Regions from separate parts of the Mus musculus genome. Here region 1 is linked to region 2. Evidence: chromatin contacts called from public HiCAR-type data. All regions are on one chromosome and are shown on one strand. Each heading gives the region's core, a stretch centred on a gene start, on an enhancer-like site or on the middle of the called end of the contact. The rest is flanking DNA. Distances are from core to core; before and after follow the strand shown. Region 1 overlaps A930011G23Rik (RIKEN cDNA A930011G23 gene). Region 2 overlaps Rasgef1b (RasGEF domain family, member 1B).

Region 1 (3,219 bases), core at 365-2,864, 260 kb after region 2:
TATGACAAAATGAACTGTCCTGGCAGCAAAGTAGAGAAGGGCCTGAGAGCAGAGCTGAGAGACAGGACCTCCATTCCCCTCACCACCCTTGCCACCTTCTGCTGGAGAGATGGTGACAACCAACAGGCTACCTGGAAAGTGACCCTCTGGACATCACACGTGTTGCAGAGAAACAGCTTTGTCACATGTCCATCTTGGGCTAGTGACTTGTCTGACAGGGAAGGATTAAGTAAGAATTAAGAGAGATGCTCCAATGTGAAGGAATGAGAACTATGCTCAAAGCCAACAAAGACCGCCCCGAATTCCCATAATGGTTCTCACTTGTACGTTCACTTTTCTTCTGAGCAGACATTGTGCTCTTGTCATCTTGCCTCTGACAAATGATGCTCTCAGGGATGCTCTCAAACCTTTCTAGATGTCCTCTCACCCTGCCCTGACTCATTATTAATACTTCTCGTGATGGCCATCAACCTAATCCCTACCGACTCCTTATATGCACCTTTGGTTAGGCACCCATCTTTCCTTTCCATTACGCCGGTGTCTGCTATATTCTACACAGAAACAGCGCACAGTGGGTACGGTCACTAGCTGGAGGTGATTCCCACCTGTAATACGATAGGCATGTAGACTTCTGAGTTTATTAGGGGCCTTTGCTATTCCTGTGGCTTGTTAGCCTCAGTTCCCTGGATGTGGTATCTTCTGAAGGACTTTCAGTCTTGTTCTAACCTGGAGATAATCTAGGCCAAACGCTTATCCCTGCTGGCTGTGCAGCCTTGTGGAGTAAATAGATAGGCCCCAAGCCAGATGCCTGAGCTTGCTTCTTGCTGCCACCATGTACAGATGACCGAACTGAAGTCCCGACAATAGTAAAATGGAAACAAAGCAAGCCCTGTCCTATGTTGCTTCTTAGGAATGAGCCGTTAACTGTGTAAATGTTTGGGCTGGTTACCCTGGCACACAACAAGCTATTCTGAAGCATGAGGAAGCTGTCCATTGCTCCTGTCTTCCCTCAAGGAAAAAAAGAATCTAAAATAAGAAGTGGTGTTTATTTTAATGCCTGGTTCAATACAAATTTTAAGTGTAAGCGTCCCGGCAAAGTGTGTCTTCCCCTGTCAGGATGGCCTGTCTTGAGACTCTCACCCTCTGTGCCTGGTACAAAAGAAAGAAAGACAGGCCAAGGTGTCCTGGGACTGCTTCCTCCCTGAGTGACAGCTGGTGCTGTCAAGAGTCCTTACTGCTGCTGAGCACAGACCTTCTGGCAAGGGCTGGCGGCACAGAGGCGCCCAGTCTCCCTGCCCACCTGTCAGCCTCATCCAGGAACAGCAGAGATATTTGCTCTTTTCTTCCCCTGCGTCCAGCAAGCCCCAGCTCCTTCATTACTGCTTGCAGTCCCGGCCTGCCTCCCTTCACCCTCCCGGAATACAAACTCTCCAGCCTATTCTTCCAAGAAGGGGATTAGGCCCAATTAATCTCTGGACAAATGTCAAGGAGTCTGGGGGGAGGGGCCACCTTTCAAGTGCCGCGCCCCAAAGAGCAAATCAAGCCAGACGTGTGCCGCCCTGCTCGTCCGGCTCTGCACAGGGGCGAGCTGCGGCAGCTGCCAACACAATCAGCCAGGCCTTCTTAATCTCAGGCTTAGCTTCCAAGGGGGGCTCGCTTTCTTGCCAGCCTGTCCTGACAGACCGCAAACACCCGATGCTGGGGCTCCTCTGCCTCTGCCATCTGTGCGGTAGGGGGAGCTGGACAAGGAAGCCCTCCCCCACTCCACCCCAATCAGCCGATGGCAGCAGCCCTCTCTAACTCTGGTTTCCTCTCAGCTCCCAGGACGGCCTTCTTCTGTCTCAGCCCACCCTCAAAGGGCCTGCCATTCATTTCCAAGGCAGCCTGTGCTCGAAGAGAAGAGACCTAGAAGGAAAAGACTCTGGCAAACACTCAGGCAAACAGGCTTGGGTGTGAGTGATGGGAATTTGTAATTTGTCATAAAAATTATCTGATACCACAGATTCCATTGACCTGACAGAGAGAAGCCTGGAAGGACCCTGGGAATTTTTTTTCCTTTCTTTGCTATGATTCACAGAAAGACTTAATCCAATCCATGTGGGGTGTGGTTGTCCTTGCAAAACTCCTTGAAAAGTGTTTCTCAGACGCTACCTAAAATCACTCCAGCTTTTTTATTTTACATGCTATTGACTAGTAATGTAACATGCTTCTTTTTATTCTCTCTCTCTCTCTCTCTCTCTCTCTCTCTCTCTCTCTCTCACCCTCTCTCTCTCTCTCTCTCTCCAAAACCTGGCTTAACCAGCAGGCTATTAAATAGTACTTCCACCTGCTACAGCCCAGTGAATCAGTAATTAATTCTCATAATGGTGATCTGGAAAGATTTCTAGAGTCCCCCGGAAGATCCAAGAACTCTCTCCACCCCACTGGCTACCCTGCTGGCTAGGCATATGCTCATGGGAGTGGGTGAGAGACAGTCAGGTGTCCAGGCCTGGTGGTAACACACACTAGCTGTGTGACCTTGGGTAAATTACTTAACCTTTCTGTCTGCTGCCATTTTCGAATCTGCAATATGGGGATGTGATGTTTATTTAAAAAGAAGATGGCTCGTCCTCTAGCTAGGGGCTGTGTTCTGTGAACCAAACACTGCCAAACGTTTTATCTGAATTATCTCATTTAACTCTCACAACTGCTGGGTCAGTATTCAGTGCATTTCATGATGCTCTAATTGGTCCAGAATTACATACCATGGCACCTATGGTGGTGCTAACAAGAGTATCTGATTGGCATAAGCATCTTCCTTCTGTTGGATGGCACGAGCAGCCTGCTTTACAGTTACAGTCATTACCTAAAATGCTTTTGTGCTGAGGTGCCTTGCAATTCACAAGACAGTGTGGCTCACATAACCAAGGCATGGTCTGAGGACCATCTTGGCATTGAACACAGGAAGATTCATGCAGCAAAACACGTGAATGTCCTCCCTAGACAGGAGGAGAAAGAGCCGCCTAACATCTCAGGGTAGATCTTGTTATCGAAACAACCCAGTACAGGCGGAACTGACTCTAAATAAATAAGTTAGAGAGGAAAGATGTTGATGGACGTTCAGATTTTCAGGACTTCATCAAAATGATGTGGAGCCCTGTTAAGATCAAGGGCTAGGCTTCTAGTTCCAGTTCTGACGGGAGTTACTATGCTGTGATCTTGGAAAGGTGTGAGGCTACT
Region 2 (3,137 bases), core at 365-2,864:
TGGGCTTGGGCTTTGAAGTCCTATGTTTAAGCTCCACCCAGGGCGGAAGAGTCTCTTCCTGGCAGCCCTCAGATGAAGATGTAGAACTCTCTTTCCAGCACCATGCCTGCCTAGATACTGCTGTGCTTCCCACCATGATGATAATGGACTGAACCTCTGAAACTGTAAGCCAGCCCCAATTAAATGTTGTCCTTTATAGGAGTTGCCTTGGTCATGGTGTCTCTTCACAGCAATGGAAACCTAACTAAGACAATAACTACGGGTGAAAAGGACGATGTTTGCATCTGTGCCTACAAACCTTAGACTGTGTCTGAAAAATATTAGTGGCTGAATGTTGCCTAGGATTTCTTTGTAGAAAACAAACGCGCATCTGTGCCTATATTCCTAAGGTCTTTCCCTCAGGAGTGGATGAATTTTGAACCAGTTGAATGGCTATGGCTATGAGCCCATCCCTCCACCCACAATTCCATCCAGAAAGCAAAAGAAGACGCCACAACTCCTGGCTGCAGAGCTTAAAATGTATTGACATTGTGAAGGGACAACTTGGAGACAGGCCAAGCCTGTTGAGATGACGCACGGTTAAGACATGCTGATTCTCAGGATGGCGTCAGAAGGGTTAACCAACATGGCTGGAACTTGGCATTGTGCATTTTCATTAGCAGGGGATCACTACTCTAAAGTTTCTCCTAGAGTATCGTAATGGCTGCCTGCAGAACAACTACAGACCTAATTTAGATGTTAAAGTTGATCAGAATTATCAGCAACCTGGTTTGCATTTGGTCACTGCTGCGGGGCGAGGAGGTAAGTTTTCTTAATGGATTCCTTGTTTATATGTTTAGCCACCAACTGACTCCAGAGAATAATGAAAAATAAGTTAGGAAAAAAAAAAAAAACGACTGTGTTTAGGTCATGGATCCTCCCCCCAAGACCCTTAAAGTCATAGCATTTACATTTATGGGGATGGGGCAGCATCATGGAAAACTAAGTTAACAACAACAAAAACAAAACCTACTGAAAAATACATCTATAGGACACAGTGGTCAGCTGTAAACAGCTCAGAAGGGTAAAGAAAACATGGTCCCTTCCCGCAGGATGAGCAATCCTACAGTGACCCTTCCTGCAGGATGGGCAGTCCGACAGTGACAATCTCTGCCTTTTTTCCCCCCTAGTGGCTATTTTCCTACCACAGTGTTGCGCTTCATTATTATATTAAATAACTTAATGGGTAAGAAGGAGTTTGCTAGCCAGCAGCCAACTCAAAGCCTTGGAGGAAGAGGGGGACGGGGGAGGGGTGTTGACAATACCGCACTGGGTAAGGGGATGTCTGCAGTAGAACCCCACCCAATCTTTGCCCTCACTGGAATACTGTTCAAGCTGAGGTCCAGGATCCAAACTTGGTGGGTGGGAGGGGTTTCCCCTCCCTCCCTCTCCCTTTTTCATTTAAATTAACAAAGAAACTTGGGCTTCCATAGAGCCGCACTCTGTGTAAGTTCCATTAGCAGCAAATGTTCAGGCCAAAAAAAAAAATATATCACAAACAAAAGTCCATCCAGGTGCAGAGCTGTGATTCACATGGAAATTCCAGAAGATGAATCATGCGCAGAGCCGGGGCTTTCAGAAGATTCTCCCTCAAGTGTCTTCAGTGACGATTTCAGTCTCAAAAGAGATCCAAGTCCATCTGTCAGCTGTGGGAAATGAATTTCCCGTCTGATCTACAGCTGGGCTTGCTTGCAGGGTCTGGGAGGCAGTCCCTAGTACTGGATGCCAGAAAACAAAGGCCAGCCCCTCCAGGGTCCTCTGATGCAGCAGTGGCAGCAGCAGCAGCAACAGCAGCAGCAGCATTTTCCAGATGTTAAACTCTGCCCAAAAGGCTGGACCTGTGGAATAAAGGAAACACTTTAAGGCAGAGGTCCAGTTGTATTGGCTCGGAATGCCTTGCTTAGTGTTCATCTCTTAGTGCTCATCTCTGCTACGTTTTTAAATGTGTCGTTTTCACAGAGTTGAAATGATGGGTTAGGGATCAAGGACTGACGTCCTGAATGGTCCTTCAGGCAAGACTGCTGGACACTTACTAGTTATTAATGGAGACAGCCAAAGCACTGCCTACGGTAATCTCTACCTTGAGTGGTATTCTATTAAATCAAAAAGTGCACAGCATTAATGACAATGAACTTTTATGTACGTGTGACACGCGTCTGGTTCACAGGCTTACTTACGTCTTAGGGCCTCAACTGCTGTGATAAAATGCAATAACCATGGGCAACTGGGGGAGGGAAGGGTTTATTTGGCTTACGCTTCCACGTCACAGGCCACCCTCAAAGGAAGTCAGGGCAGGAACCTGGAGACCAGACGCACTCTGTAGGTCAGGCTAGCCTCAAACATGTGGTTCTATTGCTCCAGCTTCCCAAGACCTAAGGGTCTAGGTGTGCCGACATGCCTGGCTTTCGACTCTCAAACACACGCCGGCCAGAAAAAGATTGTCCCTGAGCTTATACGGCTGTAAACAGATCCCCGGACGCGTGTCTGGATTCAGCCAGGATGCAGCCTTTCTCACATGATGTTCTAGTCCCACCGCTAAAGTCTTTGGTTTACATATATTAAATGCAGTGCACAGAGCCTTGAGCTATACTATTCAGTCTTTCCTGTCAAACCTTGGATTTGCAACCTAACTTCTGATCTACACCAGAACTGAGTAACTATAAAGAAATTATGGGTAGGCTTGGGTTTTTGTAACTCAGGAATCCATGAGCAATTCAGATACTGAGTATCTTGCAGAACCAATCTGTCTACTTATCCACGGCAAGGTTTCAGGTACTAAGAATCTTACCAAAGGCCCTGCTTGTTTGGGGACCGGAGGTGGGGGGAAGAGGGTGATGACAAAGAAGAAACATGATAGGCAAAGTTCACCCTAAAATATAAATTAAAGGAGTTAATACTCCATTTTTCCTTTGTTTTTGTGACATACGGTCTGACCCTGGAGCTTGTGCTGGTCTTAAACTCAGTTCCTCTTGCATCAGCTTCTTGAGTGCTGAGACTATAAGTCTGGGCTATTTCACCACACTGCCCATATTGGCATTGACTTTGGTGTATGTCTGAACTAGTCTTGATCATCTGGTATTATATTATGTCCTGGCTGC

What was found. HiCAR-type assays count read pairs that join an accessible place to other places.
Region 1: a HiCAR-type map of astrocytes shows a contact between it and region 2, with 2.8 times the contacts expected there. The contact joins two enhancer-like sites. A contact is called at or near these places in 1 of 15 datasets of contacts at CTCF or cohesin (the NIH/3T3 cell line), 1 of 484 Hi-C or Micro-C datasets (bone marrow-derived macrophages), 3 of 115 datasets of contacts at active chromatin or transcription factors (astrocytes, bone marrow-derived macrophages and fibro-adipogenic progenitors) and 1 of 9 other capture datasets (embryonic stem cells).

What each region holds. Positions count from the first base shown.
Region 1 is chr5:99,478,092-99,481,310 of GRCm38.p6, forward strand. The region is part of intron 2 of A930011G23Rik (RIKEN cDNA A930011G23 gene); the gene reads right to left. It overlaps Gm42125 (a long non-coding RNA gene), which reads right to left. Exons shown (of 2, transcript XR_880471.1): 2 at 2,256-3,219. Among named protein-coding and RNA genes, the nearest start is that of Gm42125, 8.4 kb to the right of the region's middle. Within about 2 kb of position 1,615, at least 129 of the 459 cell types and tissues checked have an H3K27ac peak or open chromatin away from gene starts, as enhancers often do. A contact at or near this core is called in astrocytes, where this site is marked.
Region 2 is chr5:99,216,922-99,220,058 of GRCm38.p6, forward strand. Rasgef1b (RasGEF domain family, member 1B) reads right to left here. Exons shown (of 14, transcript NM_181318.4): 14 at 499-1,877. The coding sequence ends at 1,853. Among named protein-coding and RNA genes, the nearest start is that of Rasgef1b, 34 kb to the right of the region's middle. Within about 2 kb of position 1,615, at least 20 of the 459 cell types and tissues checked have an H3K27ac peak or open chromatin away from gene starts, as enhancers often do. A contact at or near this core is called in astrocytes, where this site is marked.